3 separate regions of the Mus musculus genome follow, and all the other regions are linked to region 1. The links are chromatin contacts, called in public Hi-C maps. All regions are on one chromosome and are shown on one strand. The core of a region is the stretch at or near the end of the contact, and the rest is flanking DNA. Distances in the headings are between cores, read along the strand shown. Region 1 overlaps Wdr75 (WD repeat domain 75). Region 2 holds the start of Slc39a10 (solute carrier family 39 (zinc transporter), member 10). Region 3 holds the start of Tex30 (testis expressed 30).

Region 1 (2,700 bases), core at 77-2,576:
GCTGAGTTGAACCAGCCAGCCAGATGGAGTTCAGAAAGAACTAGGAAGGGTGAGCTTAACCTACCAGTACATGTCAGAGGCTGGTAACATTCTAGGCCTAGGAAGAGGCTAGAAGCTTCTATGACTAGGCCTAGGTTAGCAGACTAAGGCAGTACGACAATTGTATCAGGTGAACAAAACATACATTCTCACTGAGTCTTTGCCCCACAGTTTACAGATGAGAAAAGAGACCCAGAACTAAGTGATTGCTACTGGTCCTCTCTCTTATTACATGCTCTTAACATAGAAACACTGTGCTGTTCTTATACTATAAGGACATAGCAAGCATTGTTGATGAAGGGACAGTTTGAATGGATCATTTTTATTTCATGCTTTCACAATATATAGGGAGCCATTCTTACCACAGCCATTCTTTTTCGCTGTTTTTCTTTTGTCTGTTTTAGAAGAAGCCAGACCTCTAAGTTCTGTGTATTTATCCTACAGAATCTAGTACAGTAGGCCTTCAGCTATGATTTGATTTCTATTTATTTTTCCCAGTGAGCTGGCCACTATATATAATGCTCTGTGTTTGAGTCACACCGGATGATGTTAGAACTGGTCTTGAGACTGTTAGAGTATGGAAATTTGTCCTTTGGGGTAATAATCCATCAGTTGCCCATTTTGAAGATATTGCCTGATATTGCAGAGTGTTAGCATACCATAGCTTTTCTGAGAATTTGTGGTTTTCTTTCAACTAGGTTTGTTCTTAACACAAAGATCGCCATGCCACATGATGACCACATCACAGCTCTCTGTTTCAATAATGCAGAAAGCTATGAAAAACCCATCCTGGTCACAGCTAGCAGAGATGGCCACTTCAAAGTGTGGATATTAACAGATGACTCTGACATATACAGTAAGTTCACTCAGATTGTGTTGAAAAATTACAGTTTTAAGAGTGATATTGTCCGGGTGTGGTGGCGCACGCCTTTAATCCCAGCACTCGGGAGGCAGAGGCAGGCGGATTTCTGAGTTTGAGGTCAGCCTGGTCTACAAAGTGAGTTCCAGGATAGCCAGGACTATACAGAGAAAATACAAACAAACAAACAAACAAAAACAATAAAAAAGAAGTGATATATTTATATTGACATTTATGTCTTTTTTGAGAAGGTGTTTTCTGTTTTGGTTAATTCTATAAACTGTTGCTTAATTTCAGCAACTATTTTTCATGTTAAATTTTTACATATCTTTCCACCAGAATCTGTGCTTTGGGCAAGTAGATGGGCGTTTTGTGTCTGTTTCATGCAGCATAAAGGGTTCCTGCCACTAGGTGTCTCTCTCTTTCTCCTCCACTAGAGGGAGCTCAAGGTCTCCAGGAAGGGGAAAAATACCTGTCAGTAGGTTACACTGTTTACTTAGAACAGTTGTGGGGAATCTGGGATTTTGTTATGTTTTGTTTTCTTTGTTTAACCTTCTGCTTATAACCTGCCTCTTAACATTATTTCATATTTATGCCATTTTTGTTATGGTTTCTTTTTCCACAGAAAAAGCCATTGCTTGGACTTGTGACTTTGTGGGTAGTTACCACAAGTATCAAGCAACCAATTGTTGTTTCTCTGAAGATGGTTCCTTACTGGCAGTTAGTTTTGAGGAAATAGTTACAATATGGGACTCACAAACATGGGAACTAAAATGTACATTTTGCCAACGAGCTGGGAAAATAAGGTAGGTAAATTAGTTTGTATTGCTACCAATGTATGTATGTATTTTTAATTTAAAAAGCCTTTAAGCTTCAGTAATAATGTATGTTTTCCCCAAAGAGGTAATCAATAGTTTTCTGGGGAATAAGGGTAAAACGTTAATCAAAATGTTGAGAAGCTGTAACCCGTGAGTTCATGAGTAGTTTATAAGCATTTCTTACACTAGGATTCACATTGAACTTTTGTACGCAGCTTTCTTCGGGATAGTAAACACTTTCATGAGGGTATTGTGTAAAAACTAAGATATGCTAGCCATGGTTGATCCTGACCTGCCAGTCTTTATGCATTCCCTTAAAAATACAATGTAATACTCAAACTAATACGTTTGGTTCCCAGACCTGAGGACAAAATAATAGGCGACTAATTCCGTCTCATTTTAAATATATAAGGTTTTGTTAAGTGGCATGAAGTTCATAAATTCTTCTTTGTGGCATGGATTGTTACGTGATCGAGTTGGTCATAGCATCACACCTGTTTTCCTAAAGAAGTGCAAATACCTACATAACCCCTTTCTATTGGCTTAGCATCTTTTCCATTGCTGTAAGAACTAGAAACACAAAAAGAATAAAACTATGCCTGCTTATAAGTCTGTATTGAGTAGAACTAAACGCAGTGGTCTAAGCCTGCAGTTCTTTGTCGCTAAGTGTACTAGAGCTGCCTGCTGCTCATCTTTTATGTGATTTTGGCCTAGGCACCTTTGCTTTGGAAGACTGACATGCTCAAAGTATCTCCTCGGCACTACTGACAATGGCATTCTCTGCTGTTGGAATCTGCTCAGTTGTTCAAGTAAGCCCGTGCGGGTGGGATGCTGCAGCTAGACTTTGACCGTTTAGGAAACAAGGACCCTGTTTTCATATCTTTACCCGTACAATATATAATTTTTTACTTGGCCAAAAGTGAATTCAAGGAAGAGCTCTGTTGATTGTATGCAGGATCCCAGACTGTGTAATATTTGAAAATA
Region 2 (2,700 bases), core at 188-2,687, 1.0 Mb after region 1:
ACTTTATGTACCCTTAATAATCTATAGTCACAATCCAAGACCCTTATTCTAGAAAACACCAAATGCTAAAAATGCCCACCAGCACATTTTATTTCCTTCACAGCATTTATCACTTTATCACTGATGTGTCTTTCATCCTACTGTAATGTCCAATGCACATAGGAAGAGGGGTGTGTGGGATGGACTCCCAAGGTCCAGGAGAAATGACTCACAAGGTACTCAAATACTTGTAGATTACGGGAATCCTAACATTACTCTGTACACAGAAGTTCTGCTTTGTTTAGGCTTCCCAATAGCACTGTTAACAATTCTAAGCCTCCAGCTCTTGTATTACTTTTTCTTAATTACCATTAGATACACATCCAAAAAGAAAACATACAAGAAACCTGTCACCCGCTAGTTACCGCACTTAACGGAGACATAAATAAGTTTCTAGGAGACGGTGGGTTGTACTGTCTTTTAACTCATGCTTTGTGTCACTTGGAGCAGACACTGGGGTGAAGGACCCTTCCAAATCGGTGGCGGGGCGTCCTGCGGTGAGATTTCTTCCACGTGCCCAGCTCCTTAAACTCGGCCCATGTGGACAGGCTCCCACGTGAACGCGTCTTCTCAGAAGCCGCAGGAAGCCCTTCCACGTCACGCCACCCGACGCCTCGCCAGGCTGGAGAGTTCCGAAGACCCCCCCCCCCCCAAGGGAGGAGCGAAGCGTGGAGCGGATGCGGACCCCGCGGTGGGCCGGCCACTTCCCTCCGCTCCCAACCGCGCCCACGCCACCCTACACCCCGGTGGCCGGGAACAAAGCCCGCGGCCGCACCACGGTCGCCCCACAACCCGGCTCCGGGACCCGTGGGCTGCGCCACACGCAGTTCCCGCGCGCCCCACCGAGCCTTTTCGGTTGGCCCGGAGCTGAGCGGCCGCCGTCCGTTACCCCCCGCAGACGAGCCCCTGGGACCTGCCTCGGGTCCCGGGTCCCCCGTACGGCGGCCGCGGGAAGCCCGCGCAGCCCTCAACCGGCGCTGCCCGCTCCGCGGCCCCGCAGCAGGCCGTGGGGCGCGGGTCCCCCACCGCCGACGCGGCACACTCGGCTGGCCCCAGCCTCACGCGCCGCTCTCCTGCTCGCCGCCACCGCCTGCAGCAGCTGCGAACACACGCGTCCCAACCCAGAGGCCCCGGTGCCAGCCCCAACCCGGCCGCCCAGCCTCCCCAGCCGTCCCGGGACTCCCAGGCTCCGCCGCGCACGGGGCCGGTTCTGGGGGAGGGAATGTAAACAAATCGGGGTTTTATAGTTACCTCACACTCGAGTGCCGTGTGCATCTCCTCTCCGCTCGGTACCAAACCCCGGCTGCACCCAGTCGTGTATTCTCCAAAGCCGCCTGCGCTATCTGCGTCGCGGAGCCTAGCGCGAGAGCCGGCGCTCTACGCCGACGGCGCACTCAGCCTGCTCCGGCTCCCTGCGCAGCCGCACCCTGGCCGCCTCAGCGCTACGCCGGCGGCGCACCCGGCCCGCTCGGGCGCCCTGCGCAGCCGCACCTCGGCCTGATCGGCGCTACGCCGGCGGCGCACCGGCAGCGTTCAGCCATTCACTTCGCGGACGCGCCTGGCGTAGGAGAGCGGCGGCACCGGCGGGAGCTACACCGACTGGCGGCAACTGGAAGAAATTAGATCTACGCAAATTGCGGAGCTCTGTAGCTCCGCGCTAGTTTTGTTCTGAGAAAGGACTCCTCGGGGATTGGGGGGAGTTGGGGCGGCTTTTAACGCATGCGTGGAACGGCCTTGGTCGCCTCGCCTGGCCTCGCACGTCGGTTGCTGAGGCCTTGGGCTAGCGGATGAGACGTAGAAGCCTGGAGAACGAGCGTCCTAGGCCGAAGTTTCGGAGTGATCAATTAGGATTGCTGATCTGTACACGGGTTAGACATCTATATTAAATTAACTCCGCCCCCTCTGTCCCAGCGACCGTGCCAGTCTCTGGGCAAAACTAAACTTTAGTGCTATGTGCAAAGTGTTTTGCATAACTCCCCCCACCGCACCCCCATTTAAAGAGCACTTACAGTGGGACTTCCCAAACAGAAAGGAGTTGAGTTTAAAAATGTCACGTAGTTCTGGTAGCTTTGGGTACCCATCCAAGGACTTCCCACCACCTTCTCTTACTGGAACAGTTTTACACCCAAAGGCAAGCCCCCCCCCCCCCATCCGCCCAGCAACACCGGTGCATTCATGCTTATATCCTGCCTGTTCTTGGATCCCTTTGCTCACACCGCCATTCTCAATGGCCTCCTCCCCTCTTAAGCAACTAACAACCCACAATTTTCTTAAAAGGAGGCTCGGCAAACTCTTTGCTTCATTATTCATTACTCTGCTTCCTGACTCTTAATTCATGTCTAGGCTTATTTGTATTCTGCCCAGATGCCTGTGTTTCTGTATTCAAGCTGAGCGTATTTACTAGTGAAAGTGAATTCTGGCCTTGCTTTATGGATGAACAGAGTGCATATAACTCTGAGCAGTAGTAATTGCCAGCTTTATGTATCAGGTACCTCCAGCATGCTTTGCGTGTGTATTAATTTAATATTCCTAACAGACTGAAGAATGACTACCCAGGAAATAAAGTCATAGGAAATAAGTAACTTGCCTGAGAGAACCGAGGAGGGGCATAGAAAGCCAAACCTATTCGGTATGGCTACGTGGCCTGTCTCGCTGACTTGA
Region 3 (2,700 bases), core at 41-2,540, 1.7 Mb before region 1:
TTCAACTGTTAATATCTCCAAGGTGTCTTTCCCAGTGACTACCCCCCCACCCTCGCAAAAGCCAGGTTGGGTGGGGCCTGACTATAATCTCAGGATTTGAAAGGCAGAAAGGAGAATCTGCAAATTTGAGACCAGACTGGGCAAGACCCTGTCTCAAAAACAGAACAAAACAAACAATAACAAAACTAAACACAAAACAACCAACCAACCCCATAAAGAACTCTTTCCTGTCACTTTAATGGGATTTCAGAAAAACAGTACACTTAGATACATGTTTTTAAGTTAATATCAACCTGGGAAGCTCTTCCAGACTAACCTGTGATTTTAAGGAAAACGGCTTTCCTCCAGACTTCATTATGAACTTGTTCTAGACTGCTTCAGCAACACCGAAAACGTCCCATATGGTAAGCGCTCGAAGCGACTGTTATCTCCGCCCCCCCCCCCCCCCCCACGCTTTAGATAAGGGAGGACGGAAGCCTGGCTCAGCCTCAGTGTCGCCCCACAGCAGAGGGAGAACACTGCACCAACCCACCAACCCGGTAGAAACAAGGTGACGACTGTGACACAAAACAAATATAGCTGATGCGGTACGGGGTTCAAACGTCCTGGACAATCAAGCCAACAGTTTAGGGGGGAGGGGCTACTCACACTCACAAGGTAGTTATTTTCTGGTAGTTAGCTTCCACTAAGCTCCCCAAACGCCACGGCCACCCGACTTCCAGTTTAAAAAAAAATAAACATTTACTCACTGTCTGTTCCGTCTGCAGCACTACCTAGGCTGTCACCGCGCGAACAAAACTGTGAGTTCTAGGATCGCCGGGGTCGACCAACCATACGACCAAAAAAAAAAAAAAAAAAAAAAAATTCCAAACCCGAGGTTAGAGGTCGACGGGAACCGTCGTTTATTCGCTTAACGAACGCGCGCGTCCCGGGCCCGTCTGGGAGGAGGCTTAGCTCCCGTCACCCCCAACAGCTCGTGAGAGTCGCCGCGGCCCGGCTCCACCTGCCCGTCGTCCTAAACCCGTGTCCACCCTCCTCGGCAAAACAGACCGTCGGCGGCTGCCGGCCGGGAGCGCTTGGCTTCCACGGACGCCTCGGGCGGAGGAGAGCAGCAGCCCCCGAGGAGCTGCCGGCCGGCCTCACCACCGCTGCCTCCACTTCCCGCCGCCGCGCTTACCAGCGAACGCACGAGTGACCGCCAGCGCCCAACCGCCCTCACTCTCTTCAGGGAGCGAACTAACACGCTCGAAGCGACCGCCTCGCCGCCCCCGTCAGCGCGGCCCGCTACTGCGCTGGCGCACGCAGGCTTCGCCCGGGGCTCGTGGGGCGCGCCGCGAGGCTCGCCGGGAAAGAGAGTTTTCTGCCGGCTTTTAGCTCGGCCACGCCCCTCGCGGGCGCCTGGAGGCTGGACTCCTGAAGCCGGAGTCTGTATGCTGGGACCGCCGAGCCGAGCGCGGGAAAGGATTTTCTTGTCGCTGCCTTGGCTTCTTCCGGTCTGATCAGCCCATCGGAAGACACGGAGTCAACCCTGACAACTTCTTTCCTCACATCCCGCCGTGAATTCTTTATCCCTTTGCATTTCAGGCGGGTACGATTCAGTACCTCGCGGGCATAGGACAGCTATGCATGCGGCCCAAAACAAAATCTTGCACTTAAAATTCTCTCATTCTCTCTCTCTCTCTCTCTCTCTCTCTCTCTCTCTCTCTCTCTCTCTCTCTCTCTCTCTCTCTCTCTCTCTCTCTCTCTCTCTCTCTCTCTCTCTCTCTCTCTCCTCTCTCTCTCTCTCTCTCTCTCTCTCTCTCTCTCATTTATCAATCATCTATCTATCCATTCACCTAAAGTATTTTTATTTTTTGGCGACTTGACCTCGTAATTCCCTGTGCGCCAGGCTAGGTTAAGCCTCCCACATTACCATTGCCTGCTTTGTCTACCGGTCATCAGAAGGGTGGGTTGCTAGCATCCTTGTGCCCATCACTTCATTTGGATAACCCTGAGGGTATATAGGACCCATCCACTCAGTCCCACCCAAAGACTTCGTACCTTCCTCTTTAGAGCCAAATAATCAGAATTTCCTCCTGTTCTTTCAGGGGCTTTGCCACTTCACCCCAAACCTACCAAGCAAGCCCAACTGCAGAGGTTTGACTCTTCCAGTTCCTCAGATTGCAGCTTTTACTTAGGACTTCATCTACATGTCCTTTTTGTCTTTTTCCTTAAGGAGTGTGTGTGTGTGTGTGTGTGTGTGTGTGTGTGTGTGTGTATTTATTTGACTGACTCTCCTGATTAGGATAACACGTGGCAAATGTTTACTAAATGAATTAAATCCCCCTTATGCACTTGGTTACCTGCCCTCTTCTGACACAGTACATATTAAGAAACAACTAAGGGAAAGCCATTTATGACAAGTGCTTTCTCAAGTTACAGTCTTAACATTTTTAAATTAACACTTCCTTATTGTCTGTTAACCTGTCTTCCTTCTTTCCCTCCTCTGCCCGTTTTCTTCCCCAGACTCTCTCCTCTCTTCTTTGGGTTCTTGAGTGTGTTACAGTGTCAAAAACCAGGAGCCAACACTGAGATGTTGCAAGGGAAAAATTTTACTCTTACAGCCAGACAAGACTTAAACTCTCCTCAGTAGTAGGAGAATAAAAGCAGCCCAGACCAGAAACAGGCCTTTTTATGGCAAATGAGCAAGTGATTTTTAAA

What was found. Hi-C and Micro-C count contacts between places; a contact is called where the count stands out from the background.
Region 2: a Hi-C map of B cells shows a contact between it and region 1, with 6 read pairs. The contact joins the promoter of Slc39a10 here to the enhancer-like site in region 1. A contact is called at or near these places in 3 of 39 promoter capture datasets (the HPC-7 cell line, liver and pre-B cells), 6 of 484 Hi-C or Micro-C datasets (B cells, the G1E-ER4 cell line, the N1E-115 cell line and 3 more) and 3 of 115 datasets of contacts at active chromatin or transcription factors (astrocytes, large pre-B cells and stem cell-derived neural progenitor cells).
Region 3: a Hi-C map of B cells shows a contact between it and region 1, with 5 read pairs. The contact joins the promoter of Tex30 here to the enhancer-like site in region 1. A contact is called at or near these places in 15 of 39 promoter capture datasets (the 3T3-L1 cell line, cranial neural crest, embryonic stem cells and 7 more), 4 of 484 Hi-C or Micro-C datasets (B cells, LSK cells, embryonic stem cells and 1 more), 7 of 115 datasets of contacts at active chromatin or transcription factors (embryonic forebrain, embryonic limb bud, embryonic stem cells and 2 more) and 2 of 9 other capture datasets (embryonic stem cells and macrophages).

Annotation. Positions count from the first base shown.
Region 1 is chr1:45,815,740-45,818,439 of GRCm38.p6, forward strand. Wdr75 (WD repeat domain 75) reads left to right here. Exons shown (of 21, transcript NM_028599.3): 13 at 738-895; 14 at 1,524-1,704; 15 at 2,431-2,525. Among named protein-coding and RNA genes, the nearest start is that of Gm30900, 13 kb to the right of the region's middle. Within about 2 kb of position 1,327, at least 8 of the 459 cell types and tissues checked have an H3K27ac peak or open chromatin away from gene starts, as enhancers often do. A contact at or near this core is called in B cells and Th1 cells, where this site is marked.
Region 2 is chr1:46,852,181-46,854,880 of GRCm38.p6, forward strand. It overlaps Slc39a10 (solute carrier family 39 (zinc transporter), member 10), which reads right to left and starts at 1,438. Exons shown (of 10, transcript NM_172653.3): 1 at 1,291-1,438.
Region 3 is chr1:44,101,151-44,103,850 of GRCm38.p6, forward strand. Tex30 (testis expressed 30) reads right to left here and starts at 1,291. Exons shown (of 6, transcript NM_001356297.1): 1 at 1,178-1,291.